Regions from separate parts of the Mus musculus genome. Here regions 2 and 3 are each linked to region 1. Evidence: chromatin contacts called from public HiChIP or PLAC-seq and promoter capture Hi-C data. All regions are on one chromosome and are shown on one strand. Each heading gives the region's core, a stretch centred on a gene start, on an enhancer-like site or on the middle of the called end of the contact. The rest is flanking DNA. Distances are from core to core; before and after follow the strand shown. Region 1 holds the start of Dnajc5b (DnaJ heat shock protein family (Hsp40) member C5 beta). Region 2 overlaps Cp (ceruloplasmin). Region 3 has its middle 49 kb from the start of Gm42190.

Region 1 (2,766 bases), core at 158-2,657:
CCTTCCAGATGAAAGTTGAATGTGTGCTATACAGTGAGCAGGCACTTCTGCTTTGCTCTGGGTCCCTCAGCAGAGGCAGGCGGATTTCTGAGTTCGAGGCCAGCCTGGTCTACAAAGTGAGTTCCAGGACAGCCAGGGCTACACAGAGAAACCCTGTCTCGAAAAAACAAAACAAAACAAACAAACAAACAAATGTCTCACATGCTATGGGTTACTGCTGCTTTCGTAGAGTGTCGGGGCCCTGGTCTTACTGCTGTGATACACATGCATGATTGTTGGAAGCTGAGTGAAAACTGTATCCCAGGTGGATTTGATCCCCTTTCTTGTCTACTGTGCCTGGTGTGTCCTGTAGGTTACTGATCCGAATCAGAGCCCCAGGCTGCTCCTTCCACAGTGTCCTAACACGGCTCTTGCAGACCATGATCAGAAAAGCCTGTTTGAGTAGTCCTAGCCTCTGACTGTGGAGTTGCTCTGTGTTAAGACCCAAGGGAGTCCAAACAGAGATGAGTCAGGGCCTGGCACCAATCCTAAGCTCCGCCTGCTGCTAAACAGAACGGCTATTTGCTGTCACTTGGAGTCTTTCTAGGCCTCCAGGAAGAAACAAATACTTTAGAAGCCAAAACCCCAAAGCAAAGTAAAGAAAACAGAACTGTTCACACGTCCAGCAACGATTCACTGCTGAGTCCCTAGACATGGGAGGAGTGGAGTAGGGGTAAAAGCAGATGAACTGTGCAACTTGACTTCTCAACCACAAGGCCTCTCTCTCTTCCACTGTCCCTAGGGGTGGCCTTTTGCCTCTGAAGTCTTGGAATTTCAAAACTAGACTTTGAAGTTAATCTCTATTGTTAACCCATAATACACCTTTCTCCTCCTTATATTAATTTTTGTTGTATTTTTAAAACCATCTCTATTAAAATTATTCTTTCACTTAAATATTTAAAATATTCACTCTTCTCTGTCATCCTGGGAGAAGTCACTAAAAACCAAAACTCCTGTGTAGAAGAATATCATAGAATGAGTGAGTCCCTTTAGAAAATAACCACGAACTGACCACTGGAGACACCAGTGCTTTTTGCACTTTCCCAGAAGTTGAGGAGGGGCCAGTGGTTATCTGAGAACTTTATAAATGCCTGTGTTTTGTGGCTTCATAGCCTCCTGGATATACCAGCTTTACTTCTGCTGGAAGCCCCTCTGGATTCCTACCATCCCTTAAAAAAAATAGGTACCCGTGTAAGTGTCTTCTTTTCCTTTAGACACTATTGAGTCCTGTGATTAGCTTAGCAAAAGTCATGTACCTTGTACCTGAACTGGAGGCATGGCTGGCTGATCCTTCTGGGTCCTTCCACGAGTGTTCTTCCCCTGCTCTGTCAATAACTGAGCCTCCGTTGCTTTTCCTTCTCAGATGCTAAGCTCTAGTCTATGCTGGGTATTGTGATGTCATAGACTAGAATTTTCCCTACCCCCACTACCCAGCTGAGATCTTCCCACCCACATCACTAACAGTCTCTCAATTTTCATTTACTTTAGCACTCAGGACCTTTTGAAATCTCCGGAAAGAAACATTGAAGACTGTGGTGGTTGGAATATGCTTGGACCAGGGAGTGGCACCATTAGGAGGTGTGGACTTGTTGAAGAAAGTGTGTCACTATGGGGGTAGGCTTTGAGAGAGCTTCCTACTAGTTGCCTGGGGATGCCAGTATTCTGTTTATCTTTTTTTAAAAAAATTTTTATTAGGTATTTTCCTCATTTACATTTCCAATGCTATCCCAAAAGTCCCCCATACCCTCCCCCCCCCACTCCTCTACCCACCCACACCCACTTTTTGGCCCTGGCATTCCCCTGTACTGGGGCATATAAAGTTTGCAAGTCCAATGGGCCTCTCTTTCCAATGTTGGCCTACTAGGCTATCTTTTGATACATATGCAGCTAGAGTCAAGAGCTCCGGGGTACTGGTTAGTTCATTATGTTGTTCCACCTATAGGGTTGCAGATCCCTTTAGCTCCTTGGGTACTTTCTCTAGCTCCTCCATGGGGGCTCTGTGATCCATCCAATAGCTGACTGTGAGCATCCACTTCTGTGTTTGCTAGGCCCCGGCATAGTCTCACAAGAGAGCTATATCAGGGTCCTTTCAGCAAAATCTTGCTAGTGTATGCAATGGTGTCAGCATTTGGAGGCTGATTATGGGGTGGATCCCTGGATATGGCAGTCTCTAGATGGTCCATCCTTTTGTCTCAACTCCAAACTTTGTCTCTGTAACTCCTTCCATGGGTGTTCTGTTCCCAATTCTAAGAAGGGGCAAAGTGTCCACACTTTGGTCTTTGTTCTTCTTGAGTTTCATGTGTTTTGGAAATTGTAACTTATATCTTGGGTATTCTAAGTTTCTGGGCTAATATCCACTTATCAGTGAGTACATATCATTTGAGTTCTTTTGTGATTGGGTTACCTCACTCAGGATGATGCCCTCCAGGTCCATCCATTTGCCTAGGAATTTCACAAATTCATTCTTTTTAATAGCTGAGTAGCACTCCATTGTGTAAATGTACCACATTTTTTGTATCCATTCCTCTGTTGAGGGGTCTGTTTACCTTTCTGAACAAGATGTAGAACTCTCAGCTCCTCCAGCACCATGCCTGCCTGGACACTGCCATGCTTCCTGCCATGATAATATTGGACTGAACCTCAGAACCTGTAAGCCAGCCCCAATTGAATGTTGTCCTTTATAAAAGACACCTTGATCATGGTATCTGTTCACAGCAGTAAAATCCT
Region 2 (2,766 bases), core at 126-2,625, 460 kb before region 1:
ATATACACAGATGAAAGCAGAAGTATTGAATATATATATACATATATGTATATGAAATTATGGATTACTAATAGCTTCATTATAGCATTCTGTATTTTTCAAATATTCTAAAATGAGCCTCTAATCTTAACATTGCAGGACCTTAAAAACATTCACCTAACACTATTTCAGAAATATATAATTGATACAGCCTATCTAAGTTTTTATTAGGATTGTCAGTAGTTTTCCAATTAAGACATAACAAAATTCTGTAAACTGATTGGGAAGTATAGAAAATAATTTTATTTTCTGTTTATATTATTCCTAAAAGAAATATGGGCAGTCGTTGGTATCCTGCCTTCAGCTTTCCCATGACTGAATTCCCTACTCACCTTGCTGTGAGGAGCGACCTGGTGGGCCATAGTATGTTCCCTCATTTTCTGCAGTGAAACTTACTCCCATTGGCTGAATGCTGAGAGGATGCTGTCCTTTGTTATGAAAGGTGACTTTAATGGTGTCTCCTACTTCTGCCCAAATGACAGGACCTAGGGACAAAGCGAGCATTAGTTGTCTTCATTTGTCCTGGGACATACAGATTGTAGCTGTGTGTGTGGCACCTTGGAAAGCTTGGTGTTTTTAAAAGTCCAGTATTGCTACAATGTAAGAAATTTGAAAAAAGGCAAGGATTTTTTTTTCTTTTATCCAACTTGAGAGAAATTACTTTGGTTATTGTCTTTCTTTAAGTAAGTAAAACTTGCACATCAGGAAACTAATTTATAGTATTTACACACATACAAAAACATCTGGAGTATCTACACTTTCTTCAACCTGTTTTTTCAAACAATCTGGGCTGTGTGGCCTTTGACCTCAGTTATGGTAAGTTTAAGTTGGGTGTGACAGATAATAGTATTTTAAAATTTAAAACTCTAAAATGAATGTTACCAATTGTAGAGTAAAGATATAGCTATATAGTACACAAATGCTTGATGTAATATCCAAAAAGCATTTATTGAGGGCATCTTATTATCCTTTCTTCTGAGTGTTCATATCTAATAGCTAACCCTTTCTTCATAAGAAAATAATCATCATTGTTTCAATTTTATAGAAAAGAGCAGGCAAAGAAAATTAAGTCACATTCAAAAAGTCACCAAGCTAGTAGATAAAGGGAAAGACTGTGTTTAGCAGTTGTGAGAGAACTTGGAGCTGGGAGCAGTTTCTGGGACAGATCCAGCCTGGGTCATTAGTAAGCCCACATTTGGTTTCTGAGAAAGTGTTCTTTTGGCTAAGTCAGTTATTTAAGCCAACTCAAACAATTTCCCTTATCTCTCTGAAGAGATAAGCACCCCTTTGCAGTCATCAAGATATAATGAAAGTGAAAATTTGTGACTGGTAATTTTTGGGACAGGAGTGGGCTGCTATGTAGGGCTGAGCTGCTGTGTCGGGCGGTACCGATCTCCCTAGCTTCTATCTAGGAGTCATGCTACAGGTCCTGACACTTTGGTTCTTCCTGAAATTGCAATAGCCAAGAAGAAAGTGTTTTAGTCACGTGTGTTCTGCTTAGACTCACCTAGGATTCCAAGATGTTCCTCATCAGGGCCTCTTTGTTTTCGGTTTGTGAAGGAACCATCTGTGTACTCACGATATGCCATTTTTTTATAAGAGCCACCAATTCTTGTGGCACCTTGCTCAAAAAATACCCTTGAATCACTGCCAAAAGGAAAAATGGGGGTTGATTCTGGTGTGGAGTTAGAACAGAGGTACACTGTCAAAATCACCTTGGATTCATGATATATTATATTTTTAAATTTTTTCCTTGTTGGGCATTCAGAATCTTTTACTGTTGACAAAATGTTTGTGATACCCATGTTCATTTGCTCAGTCCCATATGGGCCCAGAAACCACAGCAGAAGCAGAGGAGCAAGGAATGAAGCTTGGAGAGATAGAGGTGGGCAAGGGGCCCTGGTTAAGGTTTAGGTACTCCATTCCATGGCCATAATGAAGGATTGAAGGCTTCAGTATGAATATTTTAGGGGAATCCCTCCAATAGCTGCTTAGAGAAAGCATTAAGAAATAAAATACTATATGAGAAAGGTCAATCAGAAGACAGTTTTTACAATTTTCATGAAAGACAGAAGTTTGATCATATTGGTAAAGAGGATGGAGGAAAGAAGACAGCTTTCAGAGAAATGTAGACTCCGATGATTCAGTACCTCATGAGGGTGAAGGCGGCACTGGTGAGGGAATCAGGGTCAGAACAGTGTAGGTTCTGGACCTCAGCACATGGGTGAGTCTGATAATACTGATCACTGAGTGCAGAGGAAACTGCTTTGCATAGGACACAGTGAATTCAGTTTGGACACACTGAGTTGGACAGGCCTCAACCAAGTAGAGATGTCATTAAGAAAAATCGAAATACAGCTCTGCAATTTGTAAGAGTCTTATAAGTTGGAGACACAGCTTTGGGAGTTGTTATGTGGGGTTGTCAGTGTAGCCTGCGACTTAAGTTTATGCTTTAGACTGTGTTGTGCCAGGCCCCACACTCCAACATTGGGTAACACAGAATAAACTTCTAAAAACAACTTTTTAAAAAGGAAATTTTAAAGATGGATCACAGGCAAGTATTCTGTGAAGCAGTAGTGTGATGTGAGTAGACATAGATTAATGGTATAATCTTGTTGACACTTGTTTTGTGTATATGTACCAGTAAATGCCATGGTGTATATGTAAAGGTCAGAGGACAGCTTTCAAAACTAAGTTGTCTCCTTCCACCATGTGGGTCCTGGGAAT
Region 3 (2,766 bases), core at 185-2,684, 400 kb before region 1:
GTAGGATCTTGCCCCAAGGTCCCACTCCCTTAATCTGTTATCTCCTAGAACACAGGATTTTGCTCCATTTCACTTCCTGGTACCCCTTTAATACTCGAAATTGTATATTTTTCCTTTCTAAGCTTGCTATGCTGTTCAAACTTCTCTTCATAAGACTTAACCAGAGAACAAAGTCTTTGCTGGGCTTTTTTTGAAACTTCCTTTGTCAATGCAATTAATCTGAGTCTCTTCACCTTAGCCTTGGGCAGACTTTTCAGACAAGGTAAAAAAAGTAGCCACATTCTTCACCAAAACACCACAAAAACAGTCTTTATGCCACATTCTGAAATTATTATCCTTTGAAATCTCTTGGGCCAGGTCAACACAGTTCAAATTACTCCCAACAACAAAGTCTTCCATATTCCTACTAGGATGACCCATTAAGCCTCATTTAAAGCATTCCACTGAGTTCCAAATCCAAAGTCCCCAAATCCACATTCTTTCAAATAAAAGCATGGTTAGGCTTATCACAGCAATACCCCAGTCCCTGGTACCAACTTGTCTTAGCCAGGGTTTCCTTTCTTTCTTTCTTTCTTTCTTTCTTTCTTTCTTTCTTTCTTTCTTTCTTTCTTTCTTTCTTTCTTTCCTTCTTTCTTTCTTTCTTTCTTTCTTTCTTCCTCCCCCCCACACCCTCTGGAGACACGGTTTCTCTGTATAGCCCTGGCTGTCCTGGAACTCACTTTGTAGACTAGGCTGGCCTCGAACTCAGAAATCCACCTGCCTCTGCCTCCCAAGTGCTGGGATTAAAGGCATGTGCCACCACTGCCCGGCTAAGTCAGGGTTTCTATTCCTGCACAAACATCATGACCAAGAAGCAAGTTGGGGAGGAAAGGGTTTATTCAGCTTACACTTCCATACTGCTGTTCATCACCAAGGAAGTCAGGACTGGAACTCAAGCAGGTCAAGAAGCAGGAGCTGATGCAGAGGCCATGGAAGGATGTTTCTTACTGGCTTGCTTCCTCTGGCTTGCTCAGCCTGCTCTTACAGAACCCGATACTACCAGCCCAGGGATGGCATCACCCACAATGGGCCCTCCCACCCTTGATCACTAATTGAGAAAATGCCCCACAGCTGGATCTCATGGAGGCATTTCTCCAACTGAAGCTCCTTTCTCTGTGATAACTCCAGCCTGTGTCAATTGACACAGAATCAGCCTGTAGAGAGGGTCTTGCCTTAGTGGTGAGTCAGCCTGTGTCAATTGACACAGAACCAGCCTGTAGAGAGGGTCTTGCCTTAGTGGTGAGTCAGCAAATACTTGACTCCATAGCCTCCTCCCCACCATTCCAAAATTCAAATCTGGAATTTAAACATCCAGGGAGGGAAAAGGTAAGGGGAGGAAAACTCGGTACCTCAGTTACTCTGTCTTCCTGAGGTCAAGACAAAACATAACGCAAGGCTGACACCTAGTGGCTACCTACTTGCTACAGGAGCCCACCCTGCATTAAACTAAGGACCAACTGAGAAACAAAGGAAGAAAGATATCTGAAATCAGTGCTGGCGACATGCCTGCCTCTGCCCATCCTTTCATGTTATTTTAAGTTCTAAGGATAATTAAGTCACTTCTACCTCTTATCTGAGGGTTCTGCCTGGCCCTCTCTTGCGTTCTGCAATGTTCACCTGGATTGATTTCCTCAGCTCCCTCCTCACTATCCTCTATCCTATTAAGAGATTCATGTCTGAAGCCCTCAGGCTTGCTCATCCTTTGGTTCTAGCCCTGGTCTACATTTGTGGACTGTTTCCTTCACACAAATTTTTCTAGAAGTGTGTTTCTAGTACACTTCTGGCCCTGGCAATCGAGTCATAGCTTCCAGGCTGGATTTTACTTTGGTATTGGAGCTCTGGCAGTTTTAATAATTAGGCTCAGTCACTTGTCCTCAATAGGCCAGTCAAGGGGCCAAAAAAGCAAAGGCAGAGAGAAATTTATTCAATGTGGCTGCACCAGGAAGGGGGTCTGACATAAGGCATAGGTTTAAGTGGGGGAATGGAGAGATGGCTCATCAGTTAAGAGCTACTCTTCCAGTAGGCAGGGGATGTTTCTTTGGGCTCCAATACTCCCTGCTCACCTGGATTGTCTCTTCCTTCTCCTGCTCATTTCCCACTCTGCCCAAGCCTTACACATGGGGCTTTGCTCCCGGGCTGCCTTCAGGCCCCCTTCCTTCTCCCTTACCCTTTATGGTCTCACATACTAAGACCCCGGATAGCGCTCCACTTACCTCTCGGTCTTTGCCATTCTGCTTTCACTGTCATTTCTCATCCAGATGTTTACTAGTTACCAAATTGGTTTCTCAGCTGCATCCTTGTTAGCTCTCTTCCCCAGTGTGGTCAGGGGCATTTTCCCTATGACCCCACTTCTTTAAAGCTTCTTTCCACGGCAAATAAACTTCAGACCCAGCCCTGCCTGCTTGGCTCCTTATCTTGCTTCATCTCTGGGGTTTAGCTCCTAAAAAATTAACAGTGTCTCTTTTCTCCTCTCTTCACTACCTTCCTCCCTTCCACACCGTGAATTTTGCCCTAGACATTTCCTTGCTTGGGATCCACTTTCCTTCTCTTCCGCTCTCTTCTTAATACATATGTTCTCTCCTGCCTCTTCTGGAGTACTCTCCTGAGGCCCCAGCCAGGAACACTTTCTCTGTGACCCAATGCACTGCACTTCCTAACTAAAACTGTTCCCAGGGGCTAGAGGGATGGCTCAGTGCTTAAGATGGCTCTTATTCCAGAGAACTTGGC

What was found. Promoter capture Hi-C pulls out the DNA fragments that hold promoters and counts their contacts. HiChIP or PLAC-seq counts read pairs in DNA pulled down with a chosen protein or histone mark.
Region 2: a promoter capture Hi-C map of liver shows a contact between it and region 1, with 3 times the contacts expected there. The contact joins the enhancer-like site here to the promoter of Dnajc5b in region 1. A contact is called at or near these places in 4 of 39 promoter capture datasets (cranial neural crest, embryonic stem cells, hippocampal neurons and 1 more) and 2 of 9 other capture datasets (adipose tissue and liver).
Region 3: an HNF4G HiChIP or PLAC-seq map of pancreatic cancer cells shows a contact between it and region 1. The contact joins the enhancer-like site here to the promoter of Dnajc5b in region 1. A contact is called at or near these places in 13 of 39 promoter capture datasets (the C10 cell line, the HPC-7 cell line, cranial neural crest and 8 more), 3 of 484 Hi-C or Micro-C datasets (bone marrow-derived macrophages, forebrain and uterus), 11 of 115 datasets of contacts at active chromatin or transcription factors (CD8 T cells, bone marrow-derived macrophages, craniofacial prominence and 8 more) and 3 of 9 other capture datasets (adipose tissue, liver and macrophages).

What each region holds. Positions count from the first base shown.
Region 1 is chr3:19,507,236-19,510,001 of GRCm38.p6, reverse strand. It overlaps Dnajc5b (DnaJ heat shock protein family (Hsp40) member C5 beta), which reads right to left and starts at 1,407. Exons shown (of 5, transcript NM_025489.3): 1 at 1,296-1,407.
Region 2 is chr3:19,971,535-19,974,300 of GRCm38.p6, reverse strand. It overlaps Cp (ceruloplasmin), which reads right to left. Exons shown (of 19, transcript NM_001374677.1): 7 at 1,547-1,686; 8 at 372-524. Among named protein-coding and RNA genes, the nearest start is that of Cp, 16 kb to the right of the region's middle. Within about 2 kb of position 1,375, at least 3 of the 459 cell types and tissues checked have an H3K27ac peak or open chromatin away from gene starts, as enhancers often do. A contact at or near this core is called in liver, where this site is marked.
Region 3 is chr3:19,903,564-19,906,329 of GRCm38.p6, reverse strand. No RefSeq gene overlaps it. Among named protein-coding and RNA genes, the nearest start is that of Gm42190, 49 kb to the left of the region's middle. Within about 2 kb of position 1,434, at least 18 of the 459 cell types and tissues checked have an H3K27ac peak or open chromatin away from gene starts, as enhancers often do. A contact at or near this core is called in pancreatic cancer cells, where this site is marked.